2 separate regions of the Ovis aries genome follow, and region 2 is linked to region 1. The links are chromatin contacts, called in public Hi-C maps. All regions are on one chromosome and are shown on one strand. Each heading gives the region's core, a stretch centred on a gene start, on an enhancer-like site or on the middle of the called end of the contact. The rest is flanking DNA. Distances are from core to core; before and after follow the strand shown.

Region 1 (3,939 bases), core at 1,262-3,761:
CAGGTAACTCCTTTAATTTACTTTGGAAGACTCTGCACCAACATTACATCTATTGAGACCTACCTTGACCTTCCCTTCTAGGAAGATCTACCTGATTCTCTGCCTTGATATAATAAGCATCTCTATCATGGTTTTATTCCTTTATTATTGGTTCAGCTGCCACTTTCCCCTGCTGGGTTGTGAGCTCTCCCAGGGCAGAGAACATGAGTTTCATTTTTGTTTCCTCAACACCCAGCCAGAGTAGGAGCTCCATTCACGTTCACTGAATGAATGAGGTGTTCTTGGGTAGATATGCAGGGTCAGTTGAGTGGATGGATTTAAGGGATGTTAGAAAGTCAGATGTGAAAGAGAACAGGTTTCTCATCTACACAATAACATGAGCATTACTGTTTAGGCATTGCTATTGCTTTTGTGGTATTCTTAAAATGCTGTTTACAGGTGGTGAGAAGTCTGCTCTGGGGCGGTCTAAGAGGTGGTTTGGAAGAGTGAGGGAACATTGACTTGGCCGTCAGATCTAGGTTCTAACTATGGCTCTGCACGGACCTGCTGAATAAACTTGGGCAAGGGCCTTTACCTCGGGGTTCAGCTTCCTTAGCTGTAAAATGAGGCAATGAAACCTATCTTACAAGAGTGTTGAGAGAAGTAAATAAATGTGTAATAGCAGCTCATAGGTTTTTGTAGGCATATTAGTGCTATTCATCACATCCCTTAAGTTGCCTTCATCCTTGCCTTCTCCCTGTGAATTCCAGATTATATGATCTGTAGTGTGGAGTTTTGAACCAAACTGCGCAGGTTACCTATCATTTCCTAGCCACTGACTTCAACAAATCAGTTCACTTTTCTGGGGTCGTTTCCTCATCTAAAAAATGATAAGCACAGACCTTAAAGAGTTCCTATGAAGATTAAATGTGGCTTCCTGGATGGTACAGTGGTGAAGAATCTGCCTGCTAATGCAGGAGGTGCAAGAGACGTGGGCCCAGGTGGGCTACAATCCCTGGGGTCGCAAAGAGTTGGACACTACTGAGCAACTGAGTGAACACATACACACACCCAAAGATCAAATAAGCATTATTTTATTTGTATTTCAAATAGTTCATTATTATCTGTTAACATAGTTCATTATCTATTAATAGTGAATGTATATTAATAGTTCATTATTAATAATATAATATCTACTATATATATATAATATGATAGTGCCTGGCATGAGGGAACCACTGCCTAAGTGTGTGTCAGTATTTTCTCTCCTTGTAGAAGGTAGGAAGCTCCAGGCAGCTGAGAAGATCAGGGGAGGGGTTCAGCAGAGTGAGGCCAAATGGGAGTTGGGGTCACTGAGGGCAAACTCCCTCCAACAGATCTTACTTTGGAATCTACATGCTGGACTCACATGGAATCTGCTGCTAAAACCAATGAAAGAACCACAGTTCACCATTTTTCTTTTAAGAAACCCAGAAGAATTCCAGGTCACCTCTCCAAAATAATGCTCTGCAACGCCCCCCCTTGTGCAGTGCTTGCTTGGGCCTCAGGAACAGGCCTGGGCCCTGAGTACAGACTAGCCATGCAGCCCGGGGTTACCTGCTACAGCGCCTCCCTCTGGACCCTCCTGAAGCAGTCAACCATTGCTTTGTTTGTGCTGAGGGAGAAAAAACGGCCGAGAACTCCTTGAATGGATAATGCAAATCCCCAGATAATCCCAAATTCCATATTAGCCAGTAATTTTCACTTCCCTCTCTGCAGCTGAACCTTTACCAGAGCTTCCTGAAGGGGGTCGGATTACCTTGCCTGCCTTTTCCAGGCAAGGACGCCAGCCTGCACACTCCCTGGCACCAGGCGGCTGCTCGGGAACCACTTGCTGAATGACTGACGGGACACGTCGACTGCAGCGCTGAGTCCTGCAGGTGTCGTTGCGGACAGGACTACACCCTCTCATTCCATCTGTGCCATACTCCAGGGAGATGGAGACTGTCATCCCGGTTATACAGGAAAGGAAACTGGTTCTCAGAGAGGCTAGCAGCCTAGTCACGGCAGCGGCAGGGCTCAGAAAACCGTGCGAAGCTTGGAAAATACCGGGCTAGTTAGGGCAGAGGACTTCAGGGATGTCAGAGTGTCAGATGTAAAAAAAAGAAGTTTCTCATCCACAAAATGATCCTGGGACTGCCATTTAGGTATCATTAGAGGGAAAAGAAAAGGCAGTTTGGTAGAATGGAAACGACCCAGTTTAGGAAACAGGAGGCCTGGCCTCCCACCAGTCTTGCCCAGGACGCATCTGTGTGACCCTCTTGTGTCTTTACCTCTCTGAGCCTTAGTTTTGGCCATTCCCTTTCCTGTCTTCTAGGAACCTGAGTCTTCTAAGTCACTAAGACTAAGTGACTAAGTCTTCTAAGTCTCGCGTCACTCTAAGATTCCTAGAGCCCCCAGGGGAAAAAATAGGCTTGGCTGTCTCAGGGCCCCAAAGGATGCCTTGCTACCTTCCATTAGCCCGAGATGGCGCTGCCCACCGGCCAGTGTCCCTCCCCTTCCTCTGTACGCCTCGTCCTCCTCCTACTCCTTCCTCACCACCCTCCCCTCTCCTTCCCCCGCCGTCCTCCCCTTCTTCCGTACCTCTTCCCCCTTCCTCCCCTCGCTCCTCCTTCCCTCCTTCCCCGATCCGCGGCCGGGGCGCGGGCCGGGCGCGCGCTGGGTGGTCCGGCGGCCGGGGGCGGGCGGTAGCCTGCAGGCGTAATTGGCATGCACGCCGTTGTAGCTGAGACCGCTTAATAAAGCATTACATATCTCACCGCTTCCATATTTCATTACCTCACGCGGAGCCTGTGAGAGGGCCCTAATGGGAGTCAGCTGTGTTTTTACTTTCTGTTGTCGGCCGGGGGACGGGTTTCTCTGCGGATTCTTTGAAATGAAATAATGTGATGCACGCCGCGATAAGGGCCGGCCCTGTAATGAGGCCCAGGCCGCGGGGCGGCTGCTATTGCTCCAGGTGTCGCGTATTTGGGCTCCGAGGACAAGGAGGAGGAGGGGGCGGCGCCGAGGAGGAAGGGGAGGGGAAAGCGGGGGGCGGGTGGGGTGGGGAAGGAGAGGAAGGGAGGAGGGAGGAGGGAGGAGAGGGCAGGGGGTTGAGGGCGGTGGGACTGGGGCCCCACTGGCGGAAGCCAGTGAAGGCGGAGACAGCAGCGGGTTGGGGGCGAACGGACTGATTCTGGGAGAGAGAACGCGCTGGGGGCCCCCGTTCAAATCCTGATTGGCTTTTGGGCGTCAGTGCGAGACAGTCTTTTGGCCCCATAACGCTCATCTCACAGTGTTGTGCTGACACAAATGAAAGGGATTTGTAAATTGCAAAGGGCAGTCTCACGTGGAAAAAGTGGAATCGTTTATTGAGAAAGGATCTGATGCCCTTTCCTCTGGGCATGGCACCTGCCAACAATTTCAGCAGCCTTGCTTGCTAAATCCTGGTACCTCCCCTTCACAGAGGAGGAGACTGAGGGTCAGAGAGGCACCTCGTAAGAGGCTGGGGGCAGCCCTGGGCATGGAGCCAGAGGAGACAGGAAGAAGGGAGGAAGGAGATGAAGCTGGAAGAAAGCTGGGCAACTGCCCTATGATTTGTCTAAGCCCCTCTCCAGCCAGGGAGCAGGGCTTTCTCCGCCATCCTGTCCTGTGGGTCTCCTTGCTGGGCCTGAGGCCTTTGCTTTCCTCGCTGGGAGGGAGAGGAGGATGGGCAGGCTTATGGGAAGGGGACCCCGGTGGAGAGCTTTGTAGTTGGGGCAGCAGCTGGTGTGATGGGTGGGGCCTCAGGAAGCCCCTCTGTTCTGAGTTCTCTCCTCTGTTGAAAATCCCATAACTACAGTCCTTTGAGTTAAAGATGGCTCTCTGTGCTTTGGTCAGCCAGGTTTAAAGTCATCAAAACTGTCTAGTTCTTCTAGGTCCACTCTCTTCAACTCCGTTTTC
Region 2 (3,851 bases), core at 1,208-3,707, 180 kb after region 1:
TTTTATCATAAAAAAATAAAATTAAATGGCACCTTGCTGACTCTTAGGAAAAAGACCAGTTTGATTGAGAACTGTTAGGATTTTTTAAAAAGGGATGGCTTTTTCATTTTCTTTCAAGAACACAGAATAATTCTGAACTTTTTCCTAGTTGGCTTCCTTATATCTTTATTGAACAGATAGGAATGGTGACAACAGATACACCTTGTCTAGATTTTGATTCAATTACAGACGTTTCAGATTCACTGTCTAGCCTGGAGGTCCCACCCTTTCCTGCTACAGAGAGGGAAACTGAGGCCCGGGCAGGGCAAGCTACTGCTCAAACTCATCCAGCTATTAGTGATTTCTGTGCGCTAATGTATGGCACGCACACGGAAGGAGCTCAACAAATGTTAGCTGCTATATTATGATGACGATTGTTAATATTATCGCTATTCTAATCTTAAGTCATCGTCACCAGCAGAGCAAGACTAAGAATCCAGATCTTCCTCCTGTCTGGTTTATAGTCTTAGGATGTCCTTGCCAGTTGAGAAGAGGGGGCGGCAGAATCTGGGCACCCTGCCCAGTCCCCTCTTCTCTAATTATGCCCCTGTTTGAGGTTCTCCAATCCTTCCAACTCCCAGGCAGAGGGGCAGAGGATGGTTGCCAGGAGTGGTAGGGTGGCAGGATGGACTTTGAGGGGAGGGAAGTTCCCCCTCAAAGTCAGGGCTTCAAAGGACAGCACTGACTTCTGTTATGCTTGGAGAGCTACGCTGCCTTCAGATATACAACTTTCGATGTCCTCTGGGAGAACAGAGAGGCTGCAGGTACCAGGACTGGGAGCTCCCTTTCTCCACGCGGCTCCCTGGAGAATTTCTTCAGGCCAAGGAAAGCTTTGTTCTAACCACTTCTCCCCGAGCCAGGGCTGCTGGGTGGTCTAGGGGCAGAAGGGCAGAATGGGGGTGGGGCAGGGCAGGCCCTGGGTGCGGAAGTATGGGGTCCAAGACCAGGGGTGCGGTGGGGTGGGGAAGGAAGGGGGTGGAATCTGTGTGTGGGGGCTGGTGAGGGCTGGTGCGAAGGGAGAGCTGAGATCAGCACAGGAAGGTTTGGAGGCATCGGGGTAGGAGGGGCCAGCAGATGACGGAATCATGGGAGGGACCAGGAATTTAGGTGGGGGGGCTCTGCCAGGGTGAGGGCACAGACGAAGTCCCCCTCCCTAGACTCTGCTGTCCCAGGTGGCTAGCGGGAAGGGTCCACCGCGTGGCGCTGAGCCCCCTGTATTTTGTGTCTGAGGCTCCAGAACATATGGCCGACCCGTCCCCCCTTCTCCCCCAACCCCCGCCGAAGGGCTGCCATTTGGAACGCATTTACAGACACATGGATTGTTTTTAAGTTAATGCTTTTTAATTCACTCTGTTTCCCAGTTGTCGTTTTTTATTGAAAAGGCGGATTCTGCCGGTGTGTGTTCCTTTGCGGGGGCGGGGTGGGGGTGGGGGGTGCTTCACCAACAGAGATCCGAGGAGAGGCAGAGACAGAGACAAAGGCGGTGCGCGACACCGGGCAAGGAGTCAATAGGGTCAGAGAGCAAGAAAGAAAAGAGACTGGAGACGGGAGCGGGGACAGGGGGACACACAGAGACCCCAGGAAAGGGGAAGGGAGGGCAGAGCAAGTGTGCTGAGAAATCCTGCTCCGGGGGACCCGGGGCGGACCCTGCCACCTCCAGCTAAGGCTCCTGGGGCTTTTCCCGGCTCTCTGGTTCCCTTCCGCGTAGACTAGGCAAGTCGGCCGCAGGGAGTGGACTGGAAGTCGCCACGGACCGAGTACGCAGGACCAGGGGCTTCCAGGGCTAGGGATCCGCGATCCGACAAAGAGGACCGGGGAGTCGGAAGCGTTCCCCTCCTGTCTCCGCAGTTCTCTTAGAGCCGACCCCAATCCTGCGCTGCGGCTCTCCTGGCCTGCTGCGCCGCCTGGGACGGGCGCCCCGACCTCTCGGAGCCCTGGCTCTGCCACCTGTGGACAGAGAGGCCTGCTGCTGGCCGAGGGGCTAAACGGCTCGAGGGCGTGGGGAGCAGAGCTGCGTCAACACCGCGGCTCCGCGGTTAGGGCAGAAATCCTGGGATTTTCGGTCTGGGCCGCTGCCCCGGGGCGGGGGGTGCTGGTGGTGGGGGCTCATGTTTATGCAGGACTGGCGGGGATGGGAGACAGCGGGGCCCGGGCGCTTCCTTCCTTCGCAGCTGAGAACCATTTGGTTCTCCTCCCGCCGCGCCACCGCCCCTCTCCCTTTCCGCGCCAGGTTCGTGCTCAGACGCGTGAGTGTGAACACACACCCGCGGACACACAAAGACGCTCACAGGCCAGCACGTGGCGGAGGTGTAGACGCTGGGTGGAGGCGTGGGTACACAGGCGACGCGAGGTCCTGGGGACTGGGATAGAGCCGGTTCCCTGGGCGGAGAGGGTGCGTTCACCCGGCGCGGCTCTCAGGCCTGGAGCCTACGAACTGAAAAAGCCCGGGATAATTAGAGCTAATTACACGTGTGCACACAGCTGCAGGCGAGGGGGCCGTACGGGCCACCCCTCCCGCGGCCTGACTCCCGCGATCCTGCCCAGCGTGGCGGGAGGGGGGGGGGTGCATCGAGGTGCGGCTCGGAAGAGGCAGGGTGGGGGCCCGCGGGCGGAGAGCCCCCGGCGTCCGGAGTTGGGGTGAGCTCTCTGCCTCCAAAGAGAGGCCCCCATCACACAGCGGATGCGCTGCAGCCAGGGACGCCCAGGAATGGCAGTGTGGCCGAGCTAGAAGATAGGACCAGAATTGGGGTCCGAGTACCCTTGGCCTTAGGCCCAAGGCCTCCGGGCCCAAGCGGGAGGTCCGGACCTTATGGGCTCTTCGGCTTCGATAGTTTCAGACTCCTGAGCACTCCGGTCTCTGCAGAAGGCTCATACGTACCCAGTCGGCAGAGGTCAGTGCTGCCAGGTACCTGAGGCCCCTGGACCAGGAAGGGACAGTCCGGTGCTGGTGTCAGGAGACCATTCCGTGTATGCCCAAATGAGCCACAAGACCCCGAAAGAGCGACCTCTCTGAGCCTTCGTTTGCGCTTCTGTAAAATGAGAATGCGGAGATCCCTGCGTGCTGACTCCGAGGGGCTTCGGATGCAGAGTCCAAGAAGAGTGAGAAAGGGGCGAATTTCTACGTGGGAAGGAGGGTTTACAGTTTGCACTGCTAGTCTGAATGAGCGATCTCATTTTGTGGTTTCAGGAGCCTTTGGCGGACTGGGTTAGAGCAGCATCGGTGGAGGGAGTTGTATTTCTGTGTAAGTGACGCTCAGAGAGGTCGAACGTCTCAGGGGAGGTCACACAGCGGGGAGAGGCAGCTGACTTTCCGGACTTCACATTTCAAATTCAGACTCGGCGCAAGTCTCCTCCACCCCTCCTTGTCGCTCCTGGAACCCGGGCACCCCCCGGCGCTCTGCGGAGCCTGGTTGCTGTGAGTAAGAGTACAGAAAGCGATCTCTCGCGGTGGGTTCCGCCGCCCCAGCTCGCTGTGAGCCCATGGCGCCCCCTTGCGCTCGTGGCCGGAGGCGCACCCGGCTCCTGGCCCGGCCCCTGCCGTCTAGCATCTGACTCCTCCGCCTCTGTTTGCGATGATGCTGGAGAGGGTTGATGAGCTTCAGACAGGGTGACTGGAGGTCACACAGGGATGCGCTTCGTATACCGTGTACTTCGTAAACTGTAAAGCATGGTACGCACTCGGTCCCAGTGTTTGGACACCGCCGCAGTTTTCCATGCGCTTCCACCTCTGTTCTTGAGGTGAGTGAGGCTGGCAGGGCAGGAATTATTTGCAGTCTACAAATGGGGCAGCTGAGACAGACCCACGACCCACA

The links. Hi-C and Micro-C count contacts between places; a contact is called where the count stands out from the background.
Region 2: a Hi-C map of hypothalamus shows a contact between it and region 1, with 5 times the contacts expected there. The contact joins two enhancer-like sites. A contact is called at or near these places in 4 of 16 Hi-C or Micro-C datasets (hypothalamus, omental adipose tissue, skin fibroblasts and 1 more).

Annotation. Positions count from the first base shown.
Region 1 is chr1:22,043,375-22,047,313 of ARS-UI_Ramb_v3.0, forward strand. No RefSeq gene overlaps it. Among named protein-coding and RNA genes, the nearest start is that of FOXD2, 96 kb to the left of the region's middle. Within about 2 kb of position 2,512, at least 5 of the 54 cell types and tissues checked have an H3K27ac peak or open chromatin away from gene starts, as enhancers often do. A contact at or near this core is called in hypothalamus, where this site is marked.
Region 2 is chr1:22,226,279-22,230,129 of ARS-UI_Ramb_v3.0, forward strand. LOC121819228 (a long non-coding RNA gene) reads left to right here. Exons shown (of 5, transcript XR_006059474.2): 5 at 1-36. Among named protein-coding and RNA genes, the nearest start is that of TRNAS-GGA, 10 kb to the left of the region's middle. Within about 2 kb of position 2,458, at least 6 of the 54 cell types and tissues checked have an H3K27ac peak or open chromatin away from gene starts, as enhancers often do. A contact at or near this core is called in hypothalamus, where this site is marked.